Regions from separate parts of the Pan troglodytes genome. Here region 1 is linked to region 2. Evidence: chromatin contacts called from public Hi-C data. All regions are on one chromosome and are shown on one strand. The core of a region is the stretch at or near the end of the contact, and the rest is flanking DNA. Distances in the headings are between cores, read along the strand shown. Region 1 has its middle 100 kb from the start of ZNF280B. Region 2 has its middle 31 kb from the start of VPREB1.

Region 1 (4,468 bases), core at 1,435-3,934, 240 kb after region 2:
TTTTTGTGAGTTGATTTTTCCTTGAACCTTCAGAGGGTGAAGGGGAAGTTTTCCCTTGGCCCTACATTATGGTGTCCAGCATATGGCATTTTATGGCTACTTGACATCGGTTAGTCTAGAACCCTCCTAGCAAGTGGCGTCAAGGTGGGAGTGAGGCGTGACTGCTATGACACCCCATCGCATTTCAATGCCTCTCTGGGCCTGATAATTAAAGGGGGCTCTCATTCCTCAGATAAAAAGTTGCTTTTTGGTCAGGCGCAGTGGATCACGCCTGTAATCCCAGCATTCTGGGAGGCTGAAGCAGGAGGATTGCTTGGCCCCAGGAGTTCAAGACCAGCCTGGGTGTGCCTGTGGTCCCAGCTACTTGGGAGGCTGAGGCAGGAGGATCACCTGAGCCTGGGAGGTTGAGGCTGCATGAGCTATGATCGCACCACTGCGCTCCAGCCTGGGTGACAGAGTAAGACCCTGTCTCACAAAAGAAAAGTTTCTTTCCTTTCTCAGGACCAACCAACTGCTTCAGCAAATAGTCCATATTAAGGCTTAATCGGACATATTAAGGCTTAATCACAAAAGAAGTTTATTTCCTGGTCCTGGAACAGTAGTAGGTGGGTGATCAGGTCAGCAGGGACTTGGTTGGCATGGCTTCCAAAGTCAGTCATCCTCACATCCTTGCAACAAAGGGAGCTGGTGAAAGCCTGGAGGGGTGCCTGTGGGAAGCCGCACTCCTCCACGATGCCTCCCTGACTTCCCACTCCTACAATGTGCTGCACCAACCCCCCCTCCTCCTTGGCATCATTGGACCCTGAGGACAGGGGTGTCCTGATGGGCCTAGCAGAGGTCTGGCCCACAGCAGGCACTCGGCCACCCTGGGGCTTGCAGAAGGAAGCAGCTTGGCAGAGGAGGGGGTCCCTCGCTCCCCAGCTGTGCCTGTACTGTACTGTACTGAGTCAGATCCTGGCCCCCAGGTCAGCCGCACCCACTGTGCTCAGCCAACAGGAGACCTAGTGGGAGGCTGGAGGGCAGGGGGCACAGAGAAGTGGGGCTTCCCTGCTCTAGCCAGCAGGGGACCTGCAGCTGGGCTATCACCTCTGTGACTCCCCTTGGCCCACAGGCCTGCGTGACGCCCCCTTCCACGGGGACCTGGGCCTGGCTCCCATAGCACACTCCTTCCTCCCTTTGCCCTTCTGCCCAAGGTGGGTCTTCGGATCCTGCAGGGACTTCATGGGCTCCTGTTTGACCCCCCAGCTCTCTCATCACCTGTGTTTCCAAAGCCCTGGATTACCATCTGCCCCACTCTGACTGGTACCACCACGATGATACCGGCCATTGGGTGACTCTGATACTCTATCATTTCAACCCCACCGTGGACCACCCACAAGCTCCCATGGCTGCCTGTCCTGCAAGCCCTGGGCTGCTGTTTGGGAGACCATCTCCCTGAGGCAGCGGTCCCTTCCTTTGATGTCTCTAGAGAGTCTGCACCGGCTCCAGGCCTTCCGCTTTTGCACAGGCCCTGTCTCTGTCTCTTTCGGGCCCCAGGAAAAGCCCCTGGCAGGTGGTGGGGCTTCCCAGCCTGGCCTGCCCCTGGCACTGGGAACGTCTGATGTCTGGGCCTGGGGCCCAGTCAGGGCACCCTTTCTCCTGCTGGAAAGGGGAGGTCGGGGGGCAGACCAAGGGCCCATCCTGGAGGGAGACTGGTGGGGGTGGGGGAGCCCGAGGCAGGCCACACTTTGCTCTTAGGATGAAATCTAAATGCCTTGGCCTGGCAGGGGAGGCCTTGGCTGGCCCCCACCCCTGCCATTCCGCAGACACGACTGCACTTCTCTTTCTCTGAGCCTTTGCATAGACTGTTCCTCTACCCGGAACCCCTGTCCATCCGGAACCCCTGTCCAACCAATCAGAGCTCTGAGAATCCAATCTGTTTCTTGACCTCAGTTCAGGGGCTGCTCTTGTCTGGGACACCCTCTAGTGGACCTGATGAGCTGCCAAGCTGCCCCTGCCCTCTTGGGCCCCCTGGAAACCTGTGCCCACTCCCTCATGTCCAGGCCTTGACCCGGAAACTGGCCTCTCACCCACTGACACGTGGCCGGCCCAGGCCTGGCGTGGCACAGGGGTGTGCTGGGGATTCAGACAGTGGGAGGGGAGCCCTGCCTTACCTCATCTGTAGGGAGGAAAGTACCTGCCCAGCCAGGCAAGGGGCTGGCCCTCAGCCCCACCATGCCTGGAGGTGCAAACCCAGGGGAATGGGGAAGCAACGGAGTGAGCTCTAGAAAGACAGAAGGCCAGACCCCATTCCCCTCCGCTAGCCTCCCGCCACCCCTGCCCTGCAACCCTCTCAGCTCGGTTCCCACACACGTGCCCCATCATGCACATTCACCTCCTCCAGGAAGGCCTCAGATGAGACCTGTCTCTGCCTCCCCAGCTCTCCCATTCGCCAAGGGCAAGGCTGAGCAAGTGGGAGGCCTGGACTCCCATCCCATGGTCAGTGCCTGCTGAATGACCTGGGGCGACCTGTGCAACCTCTTCAACACTCGTGAGATAGGGGGATGAACCAGGTGAAGGGAGGCAGAGGGGTGGGCTGTGCTCACACCTTGGCTGCGGTTGTGACCAAGCCTGCTGACCCAGCTACAGGGCAGGGCTGACTGCCCTCCCAACCTCCCGCCACCCAGGCTTGATGTTCCTACCCTCTGCTGTCCCCATGTGGCCACTTCCAGTGCTGCAGGCCACACCGAGGCCACTCAACTCCCCACCCAGTGTTCTCCACTGGGCCTCCAACCTCCAGCCTCACCCTCTCCAGCACTTTGTCTGTCTGAGACCTAAGGGGCAAATCTGACCAATGCTACCCTGCCTGAGCCCCCATTCGGGACCCTCTCCACAAAGGTTGATGGGCCCTGGTCATTCTCCAGCTGCCTCTGGGTCTGTGCCTCCATGCCGGGCCCCACAGGAAGTGCCGACGAAGAGCTGCTCAGGTGGGCCACGGTGGCCTGAGGCCTGGGCTCTGTGCCCAGATTCTGGACATTCCTGGGCTAAGGAGCCTGGGCGCTGGTCTCCTGAGGACTTGGAGCTGATCCTGCCAGTGACTGCGCCCAGCCAAGGAGCGGAGGCTGCAGGGCAGTGCTTGCCAGAGCGCGCCAGGACGTGGTGAGGGGGTGGCACCTGTGCTGGGGGAGGGTGGGCCAGGCTGTCCCTCTCCATCTCCTGAGCGACCCAAGTGAGCCCTGTGCTGTGTTGGGGGCTTCCCCGACCCCACGAGGTGGCCACAGTTCTCCATCCCACTGCACACATGGAGAGAGAGCCTGGGGAGGGAGCATCCCTGGCAACCTGGGTGTGGAGGAAGCAGGCAGGGCTCAGACCTGCCTCACTCTGGATATGGTTGGTGGTGACCCTGGGAGGCGGTCATGGAACTCTCCAGAACCAGGGTGCAGCATGAACACCAGGAGACCAGGGAAGGAAACGAGGCGCTTGTTTTCTCCTTGCACAGGCAGGGAGGGTGTTCCTGAGTGACCTTCCAGAAGAGTTCGAAATTACAAGCCTGGAGTCCCGAGGGAGGTCTCTGCCGCTGGGGGTCTCGCTGTCTGCTCTGGGGTTCTGGGGCCTCTCCTCACCCCATCTGGGGTCCCAGGGTGGGCCCAGGGGTCCAGGAACCAAGGCAGCACTGCACTGGTGCCCGCACGGTCAGGGAGCAGGCCTCCGTAGATCAGGGGTCAGGGGCCCCGGCGTCAGGCTCTGGGGAGTGAGGTATTGGAATCTGAGGCTCAGGTTTGGGAGTGTCGGGGCTCAGGACATAGGTATTAGAATCCCAGGGTATGAAGTTTCAGGTTTGGGGAATTAGAGCCATGAGTATTTGGGGAACAGCACGGAGCACTGCTAGCACGGAGCTTGGGTGTTGGAACACTGGGCCTCCTGCCTGGGGTCTGAGATGACAGAGTAAGGGGTTAAAGGCCCAGGTATCAAGTGTCCAGGTCCCAGGTGTCTGGTCCTGGGGCTGTGGGAATCACAGGACTGGGCTGCCTGTTCTCAGGAGTCTTGGCCTGGTGCTCACAGCCAAGCTGCTCCCATCAGGGCTGTGCGCCTCAGACGTGCCTGCAACAGATACACTGGTGGTACAGGCATTGGGTAAATATGCCCATTCCAAAAGAGAAAAATCTGCCATAAAAAAGGGGCTGCAGATGTCATGGAGGTTTGAAACCCTGCAGGGCATTCATTAAATGTTAAAGCTCCAAAGTAATCTTTTTTGACTCCATCTCCCACGTCCAGGGCACACTGATGTAAAGGGCGGGCTACCAAGGCTGAGGGCAGTTCTACCCATTTGGCTATGTGGGGTTCAGCCCTTGTGGCTACTCTCATAGGCTGTTAAGTGCCTGCAGCTTTTCCAGGTGTAGGATACAATCTGCCAGTGGATCTAACATTCTGGAATACGGAGGACAGTGACCTCCTTCCCACACCTCCACTAGGCAGTGCCCCAGTGGGG
Region 2 (4,645 bases), core at 1,064-3,563:
CATCTCTGGGATCATCATTCAGACTCACCTGCACCCTGAGCAGTAACACCAATGTTGTTTGCTATGACATTTACTGGAAACATGACAAGGCAGGGAGCCTTCCCTCCCTGGTATCTACTGAGATTCTACTGAGATTCAAGCAGAACCAGGGCTCAGGGTCCCCAGCCTCTTCTCTGTGTGAGTGGATGCCGTCGCCAGTGCTGAGGCTTTGCATATCTTTGGTCTCAAGCTTGAGGATGAGGCCACTCATGGCACAGTAGTGCCTCTCACAGCGCCATGGATGGGATGTTCTCTCTAAAATAGAAGTCTTTTTTTTTTTAGTTTGGCCCCTTTGCTAAGTAGATTCTATAATAATTAGACAAAAAAAGTAATGTCTTTTTTGGAGGGTAGAAACACTGGTGAAAGAGAAACCGGGAAGGACTTGGCATGGGGGGTGGGTGGGCTTCAGACCACGGCTCTGACCCCCATGAAAGGAGAGAAGGAAGGGGGATTAGTAGGAACTGCCCCAGCCCACAGGCAGGTCAGACGTCAGACAAAGCCTCAGCCGACTGAGTGGGTTCTTTCCCAGGGGTGCCCACTAGAAGTGCCCTGCTTCCTGCAGGAAGACCTGGCTGAAAGGACCCTGGGGTCCTCATTGCCTGGAGCCAGCCCAGGGGTAGGGGACATGTTAGTCACTTGTGGTCCTCCTGCAGGTTCTCCCAAAGAGGCATCTGAGTGGGACACTTCCACGGCCGCCACCAGCACTGCTGCTGCATTCCCCCTCAGGACAGGGGCAGCGCCCTCCTTCCCCGGCTCATCTACCTGAGCCCCATGTGAAGTCAAAGCTTAGGTGTCTCAGGGCTTTCCCCCAACAGGCCCTGCAGCCACTGAGACCCTTATATACCCTGAGCTGCATGCTGTGGAGAGAGGGTCTGTGGAAGACCTTGGGTCTTAGCCATCGACTCCTCTGGGGAACACCATGAAATCCTCAGACTGGGGATGTCCTCTGGAGCTATCTTTATCCTCTTCTTCTTCCCAGTATCTCCTGCTCCATGATCTGGGTCCTGTCCCTGGCCCTGTTGCCTCTCCAGTGTCTGATCCATGCCAGCCCTTCCTTAAATATGTGTTGAACCCATTTCCCATTTGCCCAAGAAATGAGTGCTGGCAATGAGCTGCACTTTTTTTTTTTTCTAAATGGGTCAATAAATGAATGAATGAATGAATGAATGAATAACAATGCAACCTGAGTCTCCTGTCACATGGTTATTTTAAGACCTGCATTTTTCTTTACCCAGGAGGAAAATGAGTCCCTGCAGCTGTTATTGCCTCTGAATTGAGCTAACTTGTTTCTACACTGTCATGCCATGGTCACAGTGGGACAGATGTACACCAAGCCTACCATAGCTTTCAGCCCTGCCCTTCCACCCGCCCTGCCTGTGGCAGTCATGGCATCAGGGCTTCCCTCAGAGTCAGCCTCTACCCACCACACAGTCTGGGCCATCTCCTGCTCTCCGACAGCCTGGGGTTCAGTGATCCCTGTCCATGTGTCCTACCTCAGAGACACCTGCCACTCCTCCCCTTCCCTAATTTCTCTGCCATCCTGTTTCTCCAGCCTCCCAGGAATGTCCCCTGCCCAATCTCTTGTCTCAGGTTCTAGAACTTGTCCTGGAACTTGCCCAGAGCTGAGTCTCTAATAGGAGAGCTGATGACAGGCACAGCCGCGGTCAAGCCCTCTAGCCAGCAGATGGAGGAGAATCAGCCTGAGGGCCCTGTGCATCCTCCCTGCTGCACACCTGGGCCCATACCCCCCTCCACCCTCCATATGCTCCTGCAACCCCCACCTCAGTGTCTGCCTCACTGTCTCTTCCCAGCACCTTCCTCAGGAAGGGCCTGAGATCTTGCATGGTGTGTTTCCCCTCGGTGAACTCCTAGTCACAGCAGCATCCCGAGTAAGAGCCTCCTGGTGAAGAGATCGTCTTGGTGCTCCACCCTGGCATTGTGTCCTCAGCTCCAGGGCAGGTCACATGCTTTCCTGGACCAAGATTACATGCAGGCCACCCCTGCTGGCCCCTGCCCCACAGAGGGAGGCCCGGGGTCAGGGGTGGCACCAAGACCACAGCTCCATTGCTCCCTGTAGGAATTCTTCCTGCATGTTTGAAAGACAAGAGTTACAGAAACAAAGCAGAGGGAAGATTCTGGATCATTGCAAAAGGAGAAATTTGCCTGCAGACCAGCAGGAGGCGCGGTGAGACCTTCTCTCTGTATTTCTGCAGGACAGGTGCTCACAGCTGGGGAGCCCTCAACTGACAGAGGCCCAGGGCTGCTCCTTCACTTCCTCCTGGGACTCTGCAGCCTTGTCCCATCTGTGCCTGGCAGAGTCCTCTACACATGATCCTGTGTGTGGTCCCAGCAGCTGCTGCTTTCTCTGGTCCCACCCGTGGGGCAAACTCTTGCTTCATGCCAGCCTCCCTGTCCAAGGGCCTGGTCCCTGCGAGTGCACCTGGGGGAGAGGCAATGGGGAAACACATTTGCATGGTCAGCCCCTCCTCTGTGAGCCCAGTGACGCTGGGATAAGAGAGGCCTGGGGCAGCCCACCCCTAGGTATGTGGCCTCAGAGGCAGCTGTGTCCACTATGGCCCTGACTCCTCTCCTCCTCCTGCTCCTCTCTCACTGCACAGGTAGGGACAGGGCTCAGAGCCCAGGGTGGTCCCCAGCCTGATCTGTCCCTCATGGCTCAGATCCCTCAGCAGCTGCGCCCTGACCCTGCTCCTCACTGTGCTGTGTCTGTGTCTGCAGGTTCCCTCTCCCGGCCCGTGCTGACTCAGCCGCCCTCCCTGTCTGCATCCCCGGGAGCAACAGCCAGACTCCCCTGCACCCTGAGCAGTGACCTCAGTGTTGGTGGTAAAAACATGTTCTGGTACCAGCAGAAGCCAGGGAGCTCTCCCAGGTTATTCCTGTATCACTACTCAGACTCAGACAAGCAGCTGGGACCTGGGGTCCCCAGTCGAGTCTCTGGCTCCAAGGAGACCTCAAGTAACACAGCGTTTTTGCTCATCTCTGGGCTCCAGCCTGAGGACGAGGCCGATTATTACTGCCAGGTGTACGAAAGTAGTGCTAATCACAGTGAGACAGATGAGGAAGTCGGACAAAAACCAAGGTTTTAAGCTTGTCATTTTTACTGAACTGGTTAAGAACTTCAGTGGTTAATAAAATCACATTAAATACTGGATTGTTGTTAAAAATGGTGGCACATTATAACTCTCTCCCATTTTTTTCACATAATGCCCATAGTGACTCTAAGCAGCTAAAATCAAAACACAAAAACTTATACCAATACTAAGAAATACTAACATTACTAACCAATTTCCACTAGTAAAAGAGTTGTGAAACAGCTGAAATACATCCAGATGGCATAATACATAATACCACTATATACAAGAGTTGTATAAAATTATGTATCATGTATATATAAAATTATGTATCATGTATCTGTATAATATATGAAATAAAATGTCAGCAGACATTACCGTCTTCCCACCAGTAGCCAGCAATTCTGCCCTGCCTCTAGAATAAATGGTTACCACGGGTTGAATAGGCGAACAGCCCTGGCAGCTCTGCAGGATGACTCTCACTGTTTGTTATTGTTTTATTTTTAAGATTGCTTTTCTTTCCTTTTTTTTTTGAGACAGCGTCTTGCTGTCAGCCAGGCTGGAGTGCAATGGAGTGAGCTCGGCTCACTGCAACCTAAGCCTCCCTGGTTCAAACGATTCTCCTGCCTCAGCCTCCTGAGTAGCTGGGATTGCAGGCGTGCGCCACCATGCCTAGCTAAATTTGTTGTATTTTTTAGTAGAGACGGGGTTTCACCATGTTGGTCAGGCTGGTCTGGAACTCCTGACTTCGGGGTGCTGGGATTACAGGCGTGAGCCACCGTGCCCGACCTCTTTTTTTTTTTTTTTAGTTTGGTTTTGTTAGTTTAGTTTTGTTTTATCTCTTTAACTTGACAGTCAAAGATGATCCATGTGGATCTCTGCATGGGTCTGGGAGCTGCAAGGCTCCTGGTGCATGGCCCGGTCCCGCCTGCCTTGGCAGGCCTCCTCCACCTGGCTCCTGGAGGAGCTGCTGCGCCCGACTACCCTGCATGGAGCCCGCGGCTTAGCGGCAGCTCGGGAGGGGCCTGATAGAAACTTCCCCCTGAGCAAGCAGCGCCAAACCCAGGCCGCCACCCAGGATGGAGGCTGCATCACCTCCGGGGAGCCCGGATCCTCGCCAGGGTCCACCAGGAGAGGAGCACATGGCGGAGATGAGCCTGCGGGGCTGGGAGAGAGAGAAGACACGGCGAAGCTGCAGGTGAAGACGCTGCGCTAAGGCCCCACCCAGAGGCTGAGGTTCCCCGACCAGCAGCAGCGAGGCTGCCCAGAGCGGCGCCAGCAAGGTGGTTCTCTCCAGATCGGATCACAGGAGAAGCTAGCCTTGCACCTGGCCCAGGCAAGAAGCAGGACATGGGCTTACGCAGAAGAATCAGCACCGATTCCACATCATTCCCCATGGCAACGGCCTCTACGGTGGTGTCAGCAAGACCCAGTGCTAGACCCGAGCCTGCACCAGGAGCTGCGGAGCAGAGGGTGCGCCCCATCCCGATCGTCTCCACCACTTTAGCTCCCTGGGT

What was found. Hi-C and Micro-C count contacts between places; a contact is called where the count stands out from the background.
Region 1: a Hi-C map of induced pluripotent stem cells shows a contact between it and region 2, with 2.6 times the contacts expected there. The contact joins two enhancer-like sites. A contact is called at or near these places in 4 of 7 Hi-C or Micro-C datasets (blood, induced pluripotent stem cells and stem cell-derived neural progenitor cells).

What each region holds. Positions count from the first base shown.
Region 1 is chr23:24,376,472-24,380,939 of NHGRI_mPanTro3-v2.0_pri, forward strand. No RefSeq gene overlaps it. Among named protein-coding and RNA genes, the nearest start is that of ZNF280B, 100 kb to the right of the region's middle. Within about 2 kb of position 2,685, at least 1 of the 24 cell types and tissues checked has an H3K27ac peak or open chromatin away from gene starts, as enhancers often do. A contact at or near this core is called in induced pluripotent stem cells, where this site is marked.
Region 2 is chr23:24,134,663-24,139,307 of NHGRI_mPanTro3-v2.0_pri, forward strand. No RefSeq gene overlaps it. Among named protein-coding and RNA genes, the nearest start is that of VPREB1, 31 kb to the right of the region's middle. Within about 2 kb of position 2,314, at least 1 of the 24 cell types and tissues checked has an H3K27ac peak or open chromatin away from gene starts, as enhancers often do. A contact at or near this core is called in induced pluripotent stem cells, where this site is marked.